3 separate regions of the Mus musculus genome follow, and all the other regions are linked to region 3. A link is a contact called in public Hi-C and promoter capture Hi-C data. All regions are on one chromosome and are shown on one strand. Each heading gives the region's core, a stretch centred on a gene start, on an enhancer-like site or on the middle of the called end of the contact. The rest is flanking DNA. Distances are from core to core; before and after follow the strand shown. Region 1 holds the start of Slc2a10 (solute carrier family 2 (facilitated glucose transporter), member 10). Region 2 overlaps Eya2 (EYA transcriptional coactivator and phosphatase 2). Region 3 holds the start of Ncoa3 (nuclear receptor coactivator 3).

Region 1 (3,699 bases), core at 454-2,953, 490 kb after region 3:
CCTTGGGGATACTGTGCTGGCCCAGAGCCACCTAGGAAGTGGTTTCCTCAGGGTTTACATCAGGGACTCTGAAGTCACTGCTGCCATGGATCCCAGAGGACCCTGCCACACCTGGAGCAGATGGCAGAACTTTGTCATGGAGATCCCCAGGAACTAGAGGTACCGGACCATCCCCCAAGGAAAGCCACGAAGGAGCCAGCCCAGACAGAGGCCTGTGGTCCTTAGTCTCTCAGTTGATAGAGACAAGGCAGTTTAAGCCCATGGAAGCTCATATCATGACACTGAGAGTCCCAGAAGTCAGGCATGGATCTCCAGGAATTCCTAATTGCCTTTCTGGAATTGGTTCTTCCTTTAGCCCAAATTTTCCTTGCTATTCTCCTGTTTCAACCTGTTAGAGGAACAGTGTTTATTCCCAGAGAGGGCTGAGAGAGTGAACCTTTCTGTGAACCACGTTATCTACAAATGGGACAATAGCTATCTCACAACCAGTGTTAGCTACAATGACTCTCCCCTGAACAGCCTAGGGTAAGGTTTTAACAGACAAATTACCCCATCCATCATTGCAGCTTGAATCCTCCAGCTTCCCTTGTCATTTGGAATGACATCCAAAGATCTCTTCATAGCCCAGCATGATCTGTCCCCTACTCGACTCTCAGCCCCCTCCCCTTATCCACTGAGTTGCTGTGCTACTGGCTTGGACCCCAATGTGCATTTCTGCCATCTGGGAGCACACACACACACACACACACACACACACACACACACACACCTCATTCCACCCCCACCTCCCACTCCTACTCCCCCACCTTTCCCCCCAATCCCCCCACCCACGTCTCAGCAAAACCCACTTCTGAGCAAGGCTTCAGGTCTGCCTTGGTCTCCTTTGCTACCAGAGGAACATACCTCCTGGCCTTCGTACCCCTGTGTGTGCCACAGCTCCTGTTCATTACCTGGTCCCCAGCTTCTCACCTCCGAGACTGAGAGCAGAGTCTCTTTCTTCACTGTGTGTCCCAGCCCCTCCCTGCGCGTGCTCTGAACCTCATGCCCACTGAAGAATGAGAAACTGACTATGCTAAAGGCATTTAAGTTTCTGAATCCAGAAAAGATAACAGAAATCTTGACCCCCTGTCCTCCTGGCTGGAACTCTGCATTAGTGGACCTGTCTCCTCTCACTGAAGTCAAATCCAGCCCAGGAGTTCCATCTTAATCTGTCCCTGTCAGTGCCCTGCCCCTAGGGCAATACCGAGCACTGAGGTGCTCAGCGACCTGCTGGCTGGCTTGGTTCCGGGGTCTATGACTCAGTTTGCAGAACTGGAGTCCCCTCAGAGCCCCCAACAGCCTCAACACCCCAAAGCGACCATGTCTGTGGAACTATCCCAAGGCCCTGTCTGCAGAATCATTGCCCTGGGGCTCCAGGGGGCTCCCTGCGGCCAGGCCACTCCCCTGGAAGGCGGATGGACGGGCGGAGGGGGTGGGGGGGGGGGACCGCCCTGCCTTTCGCAGGGTCCAGGGGAGGGGAGGGGTGGATCGAGATCCGTGGCCGCGACTTACCCATAGCTAGCGAGTAGCGCTGGGCGGCAGGGCTGGGCTCTGGGTCCCGCGTGTCCTGGTCAAATCCCCGCTGTAGCAGTGGCGGACAAACTTTCCCCAGAGCTGGGGCCTGCGCTCTCCCTCCGCCACGTTGGCCAGCCCGGTCTGAGCCTGGGGGGCGGGACGGAGGGTAGCCCGGTACCGCCCGACAGCCAATGCTGTGGCGGCCCTGCTGCCCCACAAAGGAACTTACTTCAAGTTTCCCCGGAGAAACTGTCACTCTACAAATAGTTTCCACAGTCACTGTGGCCCACCCTTCACTGGCCTGCCCAGTGTACACACACAAACACACACACACACACCCTGTGCCAGGTCTCACCCATATTCACACACACACACACACACACACACATCCTGTGCCGGCCTCTCCCATGTGTACCCCCACCCCCACCCCACTCAGCACCTCTGACATCACAGCCATTCAGCACCATTCCCTCTCCATCCCACAGGAACACTGGCTTGGACTTGGGGTGCCCCAGGGAACAAGGCAGACAAGGTCCTTCTTCCTATGGCGCTTACTTCTAAAGGCAGAAGAAAAAATGATCTAAAGGAGTCAGAGGAGCCCAGCAGTATAAGGAAGGGCAGCTGGAGAGCATTAGCCTGGGCACCGAGCCAGGCAGCTGGGGATGGCTGGGTTGGTTTGTCCTGATGGACCAGGCCCTGGGGACAGCAAAGGGGACAGCAAAGGAGCCAGTGGGGAACAAAGGAGCATACGAAGTGAAGGCTGAGGGTCTGGAATCTAGGGGTTCAGAGAGGTCAAGTGGAGAGGAGTGGGTGGACCAGGGCGCCATCCTGAGATCTTGGGGTTCTGTCAGGAATATAAGTGTTGGGTTCACTGCAGTGCTGGGAGCTGAAGTTAAGGCCTTCCGTATGCCAGGCAGGCACTCTGCCATGGAGTCTAGCCCCAGACCAGGAACGAGGAGTTTTATCCCAGTTGAAGGAGACAAATTCTGATGGTTACATGGGCAAGGATGGGAGCTGGGCAGCTGATGCAAAAAGAGAGGAAGCCATTTTGATGCTGATGGTTGGGATGGAGACATGTAGGCAAATCAGGGGAAGGCTTGGTAAAGATTGCCAGGAGGCTGGGCAGGGAGACGTAGGGTTCTGTGCCTACTGCCAAATGGCTTTGGGCATCCATGTAGAATGGAGGAGGGGATGGCTTTGACCCCTAGGTTAGGGACAATGCCAGTAATTCTCACTCCAGGACCAGAGGCAGGCTCAGCACACAAGTGAGCACAGCCCTCCCCAGCCTCTCCTTTGCTCACACACAGGCTTTGTCTCAGGAGCACTTTCTCCAAGAGGGCCAAGTGCCTTAGGAAAACACAAGTACCTTGACTGTGATGGTTTGTGTATGCTCAGCCCAGGGAGTGGCACTATGAGAAGGTGTGGCCCTGTTGGAGTAGGTGTGGCCTTGTTGGAGTAGGTGTGTTACTGTGGGTGTGGGCTTTAAGACCCTCATCCTAACTGCCTGAAAGCCAGTATTCTGCTAGCAGCCTTCAGATGAAGATGTAGAACTCTCAGCTCCTCCTGTACCATGCCTGCCCAGATGCTACCATGCTCCCATCTTGATGATAATGGACTGAACCTCTGAACCTGTAAGCCAGCCTCAGTTAAGTGTTGCCCTTTGTAAGAGTTGCCATGATCATGGTGTCTGTTCACAGCCATAAAACCCTAACTAACTAAGACACTGACAAAGAGATGTTTGTAGACCAGACCTTCTGAGGCAGGGCCCTTTGGAGTCTGGAAAGACTACAAAGTTTGAAAACACAGCCCAGAATTTCTCACTCTCTCTCCCTAGTGTGTGTACACCAAGAGATTGCAGGGAGTAGCAAGCCATGTGACAGCTGGGCTGAGACCCTAGGACGCTGGGACCCTGACCCTCAAGGTGAGTCTGACTGAACTGGGATTGGTGGCACACATCCATAAAGCTGGCAACTGAGAAGCTGAAGTAGGAGGATTGAGGGCAGCTTAGACTACTCAGGGAGACCCTGTCTCATACAGCTGACGATGACAAAGTCCAGCTGCCAGCCCTGCTGTGAGGAAGCCCACACTGACAATATATGTAACACTATATAACACTATATCTATCTATCTATCTATCTATCTATC
Region 2 (3,743 bases), core at 1,045-3,544, 350 kb after region 3:
CCACGCAAGTGTGCAGGCCCACATTAAATCCCCAGGGACGCCAGGCATGTTGGTATGTTCTTGCAGTCTCAGTGCTGGGGGGGATGGGAGACAGGCAGATTTCTGGGGTTCACTGGCCAGGCAGCCTGTGCTGATCAACAATCCCCAGGTTCCATTGAGAGACTGTGACTCAAAAATAAGAGGGACAGTCTTGAGGAAGGACACCCGGGATTGACCTCTAGCTTCTGTGCAACACACACGCACACGTGTGTGCCCCCTCTCACAGTGTGCACACACACTCCAAACCAAGCCAAGTGAAAGTCAAAAACAGAACCCAGGGAGGCCAGGAAGGAAGCAGATACAAGGACTGGATTGGAAATTCTCCTGATACTCACACTTGTCCGGTATTCATTTAGTAACCACCACTGCGCCCCACCCCACCCCCACGTGCTCCCTGCAGTTAATTCCTGGGAATCTGGAATGAGGGGGCACAGATGGAGCCCTAGCTCCCAAAAGCCAAGGTCCCCATGGCCGGCTGGTGAACCTCGCTGGTTGCTCCTCCTTTGTGGGTGTGAGTGGTGAGATTCCTGTGTAGATCAGGCTGGCCTTGAGTTTGTGATGCTCCTGTCTCAGGCTCCTGAGTTCTGGGATTACAGTTGTCCTCCCCACACCCTGCCTAACAGCTTCTCCTGGTTGAAGAAATGCAAAGCCGAGGCCAGGGGACTAGCTCTTTGGGTGGAAAAGGCGCTCTAAGCCTTGGCTCATGGGGTAAAAGACATAAAGAGGAGAGGAGAGGAGAGGAGAGGAGAGGAGAGGAGAGGAGAGGAGAGGAGAGGAGAGGAGAGGAGAGGAGAGGAGAGGAGAGGAGAGGAACTAACACATTGAACATCTGAGCAGTGGCTGGTGGTGCTTGCTGGTGAAGGGACTGTCCTTTGGGTGACATCTGGCAGCATTTGGAGGTAGTTTTGGTTGCTACAGTTTGGGTAAGGGGTGGGTATAGTGGTCAGAGGTTAAGGACACGGCTAGATATTCCACAGGACACAGGGCAGCCCTGTAGCAAGGAGTCACCTGCCCAGAGTGGCAAAGGTACCAAGGTCAAGAGATGTTTTTTTTAGAAGAGAGCTGAGGAATGGGGTGGATGAAAGTTTCAGACAGGAGCTTGAAATTTAAAATTAAAAAAAAAATTACAAAAGAGGGCTAGGGTGATAGCCTGGCTGATAAAACATGTGCCACAGAAGCCCAAAGACCTTTGTCCGCATCCCTAGTACCAACATAAACCAGTGTGCGCCTGCAGTCCTAGGGGTGGGGCGACAGGGACAGGAGGATGCCCACTTGTCACCAGTGTAGCCAAGACAGTAAGCTCCAGGTAAAGTGAGAGACCCTGGCTCGAAAAAGAAAGTGCAGACCATCCGAGAAGATCCCCAACACCAATATCTGCCAGCCACATGGTCATACACACACATATCTGCCCACAAGAACAGGCATGCACACGCATACGCACAGGTGCGTGCGTGCACACGCACACATGCGGGCACACACACAGAGGGGCAGGGTGTGCTGAGGGAAGGCAGCCCTTAAGGCAGATGTCTGACGATATTAATATTCTCAAGTGGCCCCCAAGTGGGGGATGCGGGTGTGAGGCTTAGCTGTAAATTCTGCCTTGGCCGTGCAGAGGGTCTTGGAGAGAGGCCTGTGTCCATGACAGGTGTTACCAGGAAGAACCCACACTGGAGAAAATACCAGGTAAGTGTTTGCTATCCCTGGGCTGACCACATATATGGAAGGAAGCCAAATGTACAGAGGATGTGTATGGTGGCCCAGGAAGGTCAAGTGTCAAGATCCTAGCTGAGAACCTTGTGTACCTCTTGGCCTCCTGGTGTCTTAGGACTGCATACACCTCACTTGACAGGAAGGAAGGAAATGGAAAGAGACTCCCTTCATACACCTTCATTTCCTCCAAGAGGGCCTCCTCCAGGAGACTTCCCCTGTCTCATTGCCAAACCTGAGCCGCATGGCCATACCTGGCTAATCACCAACAAAGGGCTTAGTCTTAGCATCCAGGCAGGACCTGGGGTGGGAGGTCCTGGGGTGAGAGACAATGGCTACTGACTGAGCCTCTGGAGCCTTGTTGTGGCTTCAAAGGACCTAGTTCCATTACACCTATCCCTGCCCTCCCTGCCTTCCACCCCATCTGCACTTCATGTTCCTTCTGTCCTTGTACCTCATTCCCTTTCCTCACTGCTAGGCATTGTTACCCTGCCACTGCTTCCAGGAAGCCCTCCTGGGACACTCCCACTGCCAATCATGTTTCAGGAAGTTTCCATCCTGCTGCGTCCCCCTAGAGTGGTTTGCACAGCGCCCTGACCCAGTCTCACAGGCACCCTGTTTGTCAAAGACCACAAATCACGGTGAGGTGGACAGCCGAGTGTTCCCTTGCGTGGCACTCACCCTCTCTGTCCAGATCCTGTACCGTCAACGTGAGCCACCAGGTCTCAGGGTGCTGGTCCAGATAGACAGGTATCCTACCACTGCAGCTCAGCAAGAACCAGAACCAAACCCAACAGCTCAGTGCACAGTGGCCTGGCAATGCTGACTCTGTCCAAGTGGATGATAGCCTGTTACACTGTGTTAAATGAAAGGTTTCTCAGTTTGTTCCTATGGCTACTATAATATTTAAACTCTCTCTCTCTCTCTCTCTCTCTCTCTCAGTCTTTGTGTGTGTGTGTGTGTATGTGTGTGTGTGTATATGTGTGTGTATGTGTGTGTGTATGTGTGTGTATGTGTGTGCGTGTGTGTGTGTGTATGTGTGTGTATGTGTGTGTGTGTGTGTGTATGTGTGTGTATGTGTGTATGTATGTGTTTGTATGTGTGTGTGTATGTGTGTGTATGTGTGTGTGTGTGTGTGTGTGTGTATGTGTGTGTGTGTGTGTGTGTGTGTGTGTGTAACCCACACTTTTGGGACCACATTGTTTGAGACTTTGGTGTAAGCTCCAGGAGGGTAGAGTGTGAAACCAGATGGTTTCTGCTGTGTCCCTAAGGCTCAGATCAGAGGCTGCAATAGACTATGCATTGAATGAATTCTTGTCCAGTGAATGATTAGATGAACAGATGAATGAATGAATGAATGAATGAAGTTTAAAAGACTTCACTATGTTCTTGTTCCCGTCCTGATTGTTGGGCTGAGCATGTAGCTCAGTGGTAGAACCCTTGCACAGCATGTACAAGACCATGGGCTCCATCCCTGGTGTCACAGAGTTGACACTGTGGTTATCACTCCCTTCCCACACACTTTCTAGACTCCTCAAGGCCACCTCATGGAATCAACGCTGTCACCCGCTCACCTCGTCCCAGCCTGCATGGCTACCAGCCTTCAGACTGGGGTTCTGTAAACACAGCCGGCTCCCCCACCCTCCTTGTGGGGCTCCACCCCGCCAGAGGAGACAAAGCCAGAGAGCCAGGACTTCCCAAGAAAATCAACAGACAGTGGCTTGGAAATGTTGTCAACCTTGACTGGACAAACATTCTGAAAAAGGGCCACTCGTCATTACAGGGCCCAGCCTGGCAGACAGGAGCCAAGGCAAGCTAAGCAGTGCCAAGCCCAGCAGAGTCAGGAGGCCAAGCCTCACAGCGTCTGGGAGACTGGACAGGCCCGGGCCCGAATCAACCAGGTGGGATCACCTGTCTCCCTCCTGAGCCAAGGAAAACAGCCATTGACAATGGGAAGGCAGGACCAGCCAGACTCTGGAGGTATGAGACACAGGCTC
Region 3 (4,116 bases), core at 78-2,577:
AAACCCTGATACAGGACCTCTCATCTTATTCGTCCACCTAGCCCTTCAGCAGACAGGGGACTGACTCGCCTTCCTGGTTTTTAACCTCACAAGCTTAATTACAAAAACAAGTTGGCTTTGAAGCGCTACTCAGAAACTGCAACCAAAAAAAAAAAAAAAGGAAGTCTTCGCATTTGGGAGGGGGAAAAAGTTTCTCGACTTAAAGACACTTTCCAACCTTCCAGTGTCATACAGTGTGGAGTCCTAGGCTCCTGCTCCGCGGGCCTACGATGCTCTGGCCTCTCCGAGCTGCTCTCCTGCTTAACTTTTCCACCCTAGCCACCCTCAAGCTGCCTAGGGAAGTAGCACTGCCTCCCACTTCATTTAAACTACTGCAAACAGAATCAATGAACGAACCTAGACTGGGAATTTCAGAAGATGAAAGCGACCTCGATGATAGCCGACACAAGACGGCAGAGCCCCTATCCACGCCGCACAGAGAGGGAGAGACCCCACACTCATCCCATACAGACGGCCGACCCTGCATCCACGCTACACACACCTCGGACTCCTCATCCGCCAAGCATCCACCCTGGAGACATCGCGGACCCCGCATCCACCCGGTCCTCGCCCCGCACAGACCGCAGACCTTGCACTCACCCCTCGCACCTCCACTCACCCGGCACACACCAGCACACACCTCGCACACCGCACTCAGCTCCCTCGCCCAGCATCCACCCTGCAGACCCCCACACGCAGCCTGCATCCACCCCACACACCTGGCGGACTCCGGGGCCACCCAACACACCTGGCACAACCCGCAGACCCCCACATCCATGCCACACACCCCGCACACGCCACAGACCCCACTCTCACCCCGCACACACCCCGCGGGCACCGCACACTCCGTGTCCGCCGCGCCCGCTCGCAGCGGAGCCGCAGCTTCGGCCGGAGGAGCCGCCCGTGTCCGCTCCGCCGGGCGGCGCCGGCGGGAAGAGGAGACTCGGCTGAGCTTCTCCGACCCGAGATTCGGCGGGGGGAGCCCCAGCGGCAAGCAGAGGCCGCGGCCGCGAACTCCTCGCGACCCTGCACGGGCCCCGGAGCCCAGCGCCGCCCGCGCGATCCCTGTCGCCTGCGCCGCGCGTTACTGGCGACCCCAGGACCCCCGCCTCAGGCCATGCCGCCGGCCTCGCCCGCCGCTCGCCACTGCCTTTCTCTCCACTCACCGCTCGCCGCCATCTTCCCCAACGCTGTTCTCGATCGGAAACTCACAGCTCAGCCCCGGCCGCCGACACCGACTCCGCCGAGGCCGCCGCCGGCGCTCTGAGGAGCTGAGGCAGCCGCCGCTGAAGCCGCGGCGCGGGGGCCGCCGGGATTTGTAGTCCCGCGGCCACGCCCAGCACTACGGGTCCCAGGGGGCCGTGCGCGAGGCAGGGGGCGTGGCCGCGAGGCCTGGGTTCCCCTCAGCTCACCCAGCCGCTGGAGGTGAAGAGGACGTTCTGGGTTCGTTTTCCCGTTTGCCTGTCTCCATCCTGGAATTCCTGACTTCAATGGAGTGTTCATTGTGCGCCAAGCACCGTCCCACAAGACCAGTAGCTGAGGGGGCGTTGTCCTTACTTTTCAGAGGAGCAAACTGAGGCCCGAGGTCAGGAGCCCTGCTAAGTCACTGACTTGAAAAGGTTTCGGGCCTTGCGGTGATGGCACACGCCTTTAATCCCAGCACTCAGGAGGCAGAGGCAGGCGGATTTCTGAGTTCGAGGCCAGCCTGATCTACAAAGTGAGTTCCAGGACAGCCAGGGCTATACAGAAACCCTGTCTCGAAGGAAAAAAAAAGGTTTTGGCTCACAAGGTGTTGGTCCTCAGGTTTGGTCTCTGCGTATTGTGATTTAAACCAGAGAACAGCTTGCTTTACAGTGGGAATTACTGAGAGACAGCACCTTAACCAAGAACATCTTAAACTCGGTGCCACCAAAGGTGACTCAAACTGTCACGCCATGTCCCCGATAGGATGCAGTGCAGAAAGCAGAAAACTACCAAGTTAAGTGACCTGAATCTAACGGAATAGGAAAATAAATAAATAAATAATTTTTTAAAAAATTAAAGCGCAGAATGTGCAGCATTCTACAGAACCAGCCTCTCCTCCAAGAAAACCGATGGTAGCAAGTGAAGGCAATCCCAGTGACCCCATGGCTCCGGGGCAGAAACAGAAGAAACAAAAACTCAAAGTCCTCCTTCAAAGCAGGGATTTAAAGCCAAGTTGGGGATGGGGGTGAGGGGAGTCTGACCAAAATAAATAAGGCCAAAGTTAAATTCAATAAATGTAGGCCAGGCTAGACTCCAGTTTAGAAACCTGGCTGCCTCTGCCTCCCTAGTGCTGGATTAAAGGCATGCACTAGCAACCCCGGTTTATGGATAGTTCTTAGGTAAAAAGAACTTGTAAAGGAATTTGGAGTTAATGGGAAAAAATAGAGGACGTCTTGGGACACAACTGTATAAAATGTCTTCAGTGTGAATAAGACTAACCCTATCCTGAGGTTCTGCTGTCACCTCAAGGATTTCCCACCTGCACTACTTTACTGTTCTGCAAGTGTCCACTGTTTACCCTTGGAGTTATTCCCACAGCAGCCAAGTCCCAAACCTGGTGTGGTGGTGCACACCCTTAATCCCTGTACTCAGAAGGCAGAGGCAAGTGGATCTCTGAGTTCCAGGCCATCCAGGGCTACATAGAGAAATCTAATCTTAAAACTAAAAATAGTAATAATAATTCTAAATGTAACAAAAGTACATTAAAATAAATAATTACTGATTCAAGCACAGTACTGTACTAAAATTTTATCCATATTCAGACATATACATAATCTTTATATATGTATATGTTGAGAGCATAACAGATATGAACAGTAAAAAAATAATTCAATTGTTTCAGTAAAAGATCCAAAAAGAAGGCAGACATGCCGCTGCTTTGGGTGGGGTAAGCAGGTGACCCTGCAACAGCATCTGGCCGGTGCTAGAGCCAAAATTTAAAGTAGCTGATTGACTTGCTCAGGTAGATAATCAGCGAAGATGCTGCCTTCATCCTTCATCCTTCCCTGTTTGCCCAGACCACTCCTCCATGAAGGGATTGACTTGTGTCCCTTCTTCGAATTAGGCTTGGTTCTAAGACTGTTGCCCCAAGGAAACACAAGTCACAGGCCTAGAGCTTGAGAATGCTGCCAGCTCCTACTTCCTCCTTCCTGGCCCCAACTCTAGCTCTATGAGAATCCAGAGGGAAAGGAAGCACCAGTTGACAGAGGCTGAGGTCCCAGGCAAGACCCAACAGCAGCTGCCAGCCCTGCACACAGCCTTCTTGTACGTCCCTGTCCTTTGAGGGCCCCAGTGCTTACATCACCAACAAGATTAGCACCAGAGCTAGGCCTGGTAGGACACACCTGTAATCCTTCCATTTAGGAGGTAAAAGGACAAAGGTTATCCTCCACTATGTCTGAAATCCCAGGCCAGCCTACACATGGTATCCTGCAATCCCAGGACTCAGGAGGCTGAGGCAACAGGATTGTCAAGAGGACGGGGCCAGGCATGCAGGGCCACCCAATAAGAGCCTACTGGAAGGAAGAAAGATGGAGGGAGAAAGGGAGGAAGAGAGAAAAACTAGTTCAAATTCCAAAAAGGAATGTATTCTACTGGCCACATTCCATGTTGTAGATGTAAAGAACAGACCACCAGGGTGACTTTTAAAAACCTAAGGAATACAACTTGTCGATCACTTGACTGAGATGAAATATAAAACCATCACAGAAGGCCAGCACATGGGTCAGCAGATATAGTCCCTTGCCATCAGGCCTGAAGAGTGAGGTCTCAGAACAGAAGGAGAGAACCAAATCCCCCGAAAGCTATCTTCCATCCTGTACCATGTCATGCCCCACCCTCCTCCAGAAAATAAAGGTGATCATAATTCTATAAGCTGGTGGGCTTCCCTACAATTTACTCTCAAATGTCTCAAAGGGAAAAAAAAGTGCTGGATGGTGGCAAGGGCATGTGGGGGCAAATGTGGCATTGTGAATAGATTTTCTTTTAGAACACTATGTGGGCTAATTGGTTTTGAGGGTTTTTGTTTTTGGGTTTTGTTTTGTTTTTTGTTTT

Evidence for each region. Promoter capture Hi-C pulls out the DNA fragments that hold promoters and counts their contacts. Hi-C and Micro-C count contacts between places; a contact is called where the count stands out from the background.
Region 1: a promoter capture Hi-C map of hippocampal neurons shows a contact between it and region 3, with 5 times the contacts expected there. The contact joins the promoter of Slc2a10 here to the promoter of Ncoa3 in region 3. A contact is called at or near these places in 6 of 39 promoter capture datasets (the 3T3-L1 cell line, 3T3-L1-derived adipocytes, frontonasal cranial neural crest and 2 more) and 2 of 115 datasets of contacts at active chromatin or transcription factors (astrocytes and memory CD8 T cells).
Region 2: a Hi-C map of CD4 T cells shows a contact between it and region 3, with 3 times the contacts expected there. The contact joins the enhancer-like site here to the promoter of Ncoa3 in region 3. A contact is called at or near these places in 1 of 484 Hi-C or Micro-C datasets (CD4 T cells), 3 of 115 datasets of contacts at active chromatin or transcription factors (effector CD8 T cells, memory CD8 T cells and pancreatic cancer cells) and 1 of 9 other capture datasets (pancreatic islet).

Annotation. Positions count from the first base shown.
Region 1 is chr2:165,501,901-165,505,599 of GRCm38.p6, reverse strand. It overlaps Slc2a10 (solute carrier family 2 (facilitated glucose transporter), member 10), which reads right to left and starts at 1,703. Exons shown (of 5, transcript NM_130451.3): 1 at 1,552-1,703. The coding sequence starts at 1,555.
Region 2 is chr2:165,644,017-165,647,759 of GRCm38.p6, reverse strand. All of the region lies in intron 1 of Eya2 (EYA transcriptional coactivator and phosphatase 2), which reads right to left. Among named protein-coding and RNA genes, the nearest start is that of Eya2, 51 kb to the right of the region's middle. Within about 2 kb of position 2,294, at least 29 of the 459 cell types and tissues checked have an H3K27ac peak or open chromatin away from gene starts, as enhancers often do.
Region 3 is chr2:165,989,848-165,993,963 of GRCm38.p6, reverse strand. Ncoa3 (nuclear receptor coactivator 3) reads right to left here and starts at 1,327. Exons shown (of 23, transcript NM_008679.3): 1 at 1,206-1,327. LOC115489489 (soluble scavenger receptor cysteine-rich domain-containing protein SSC5D-like) reads left to right here and starts at 183. Exons shown (of 2, transcript XM_030252296.1): 1 at 183-1,624. The coding sequence starts at 270. The coding sequence ends at 1,361.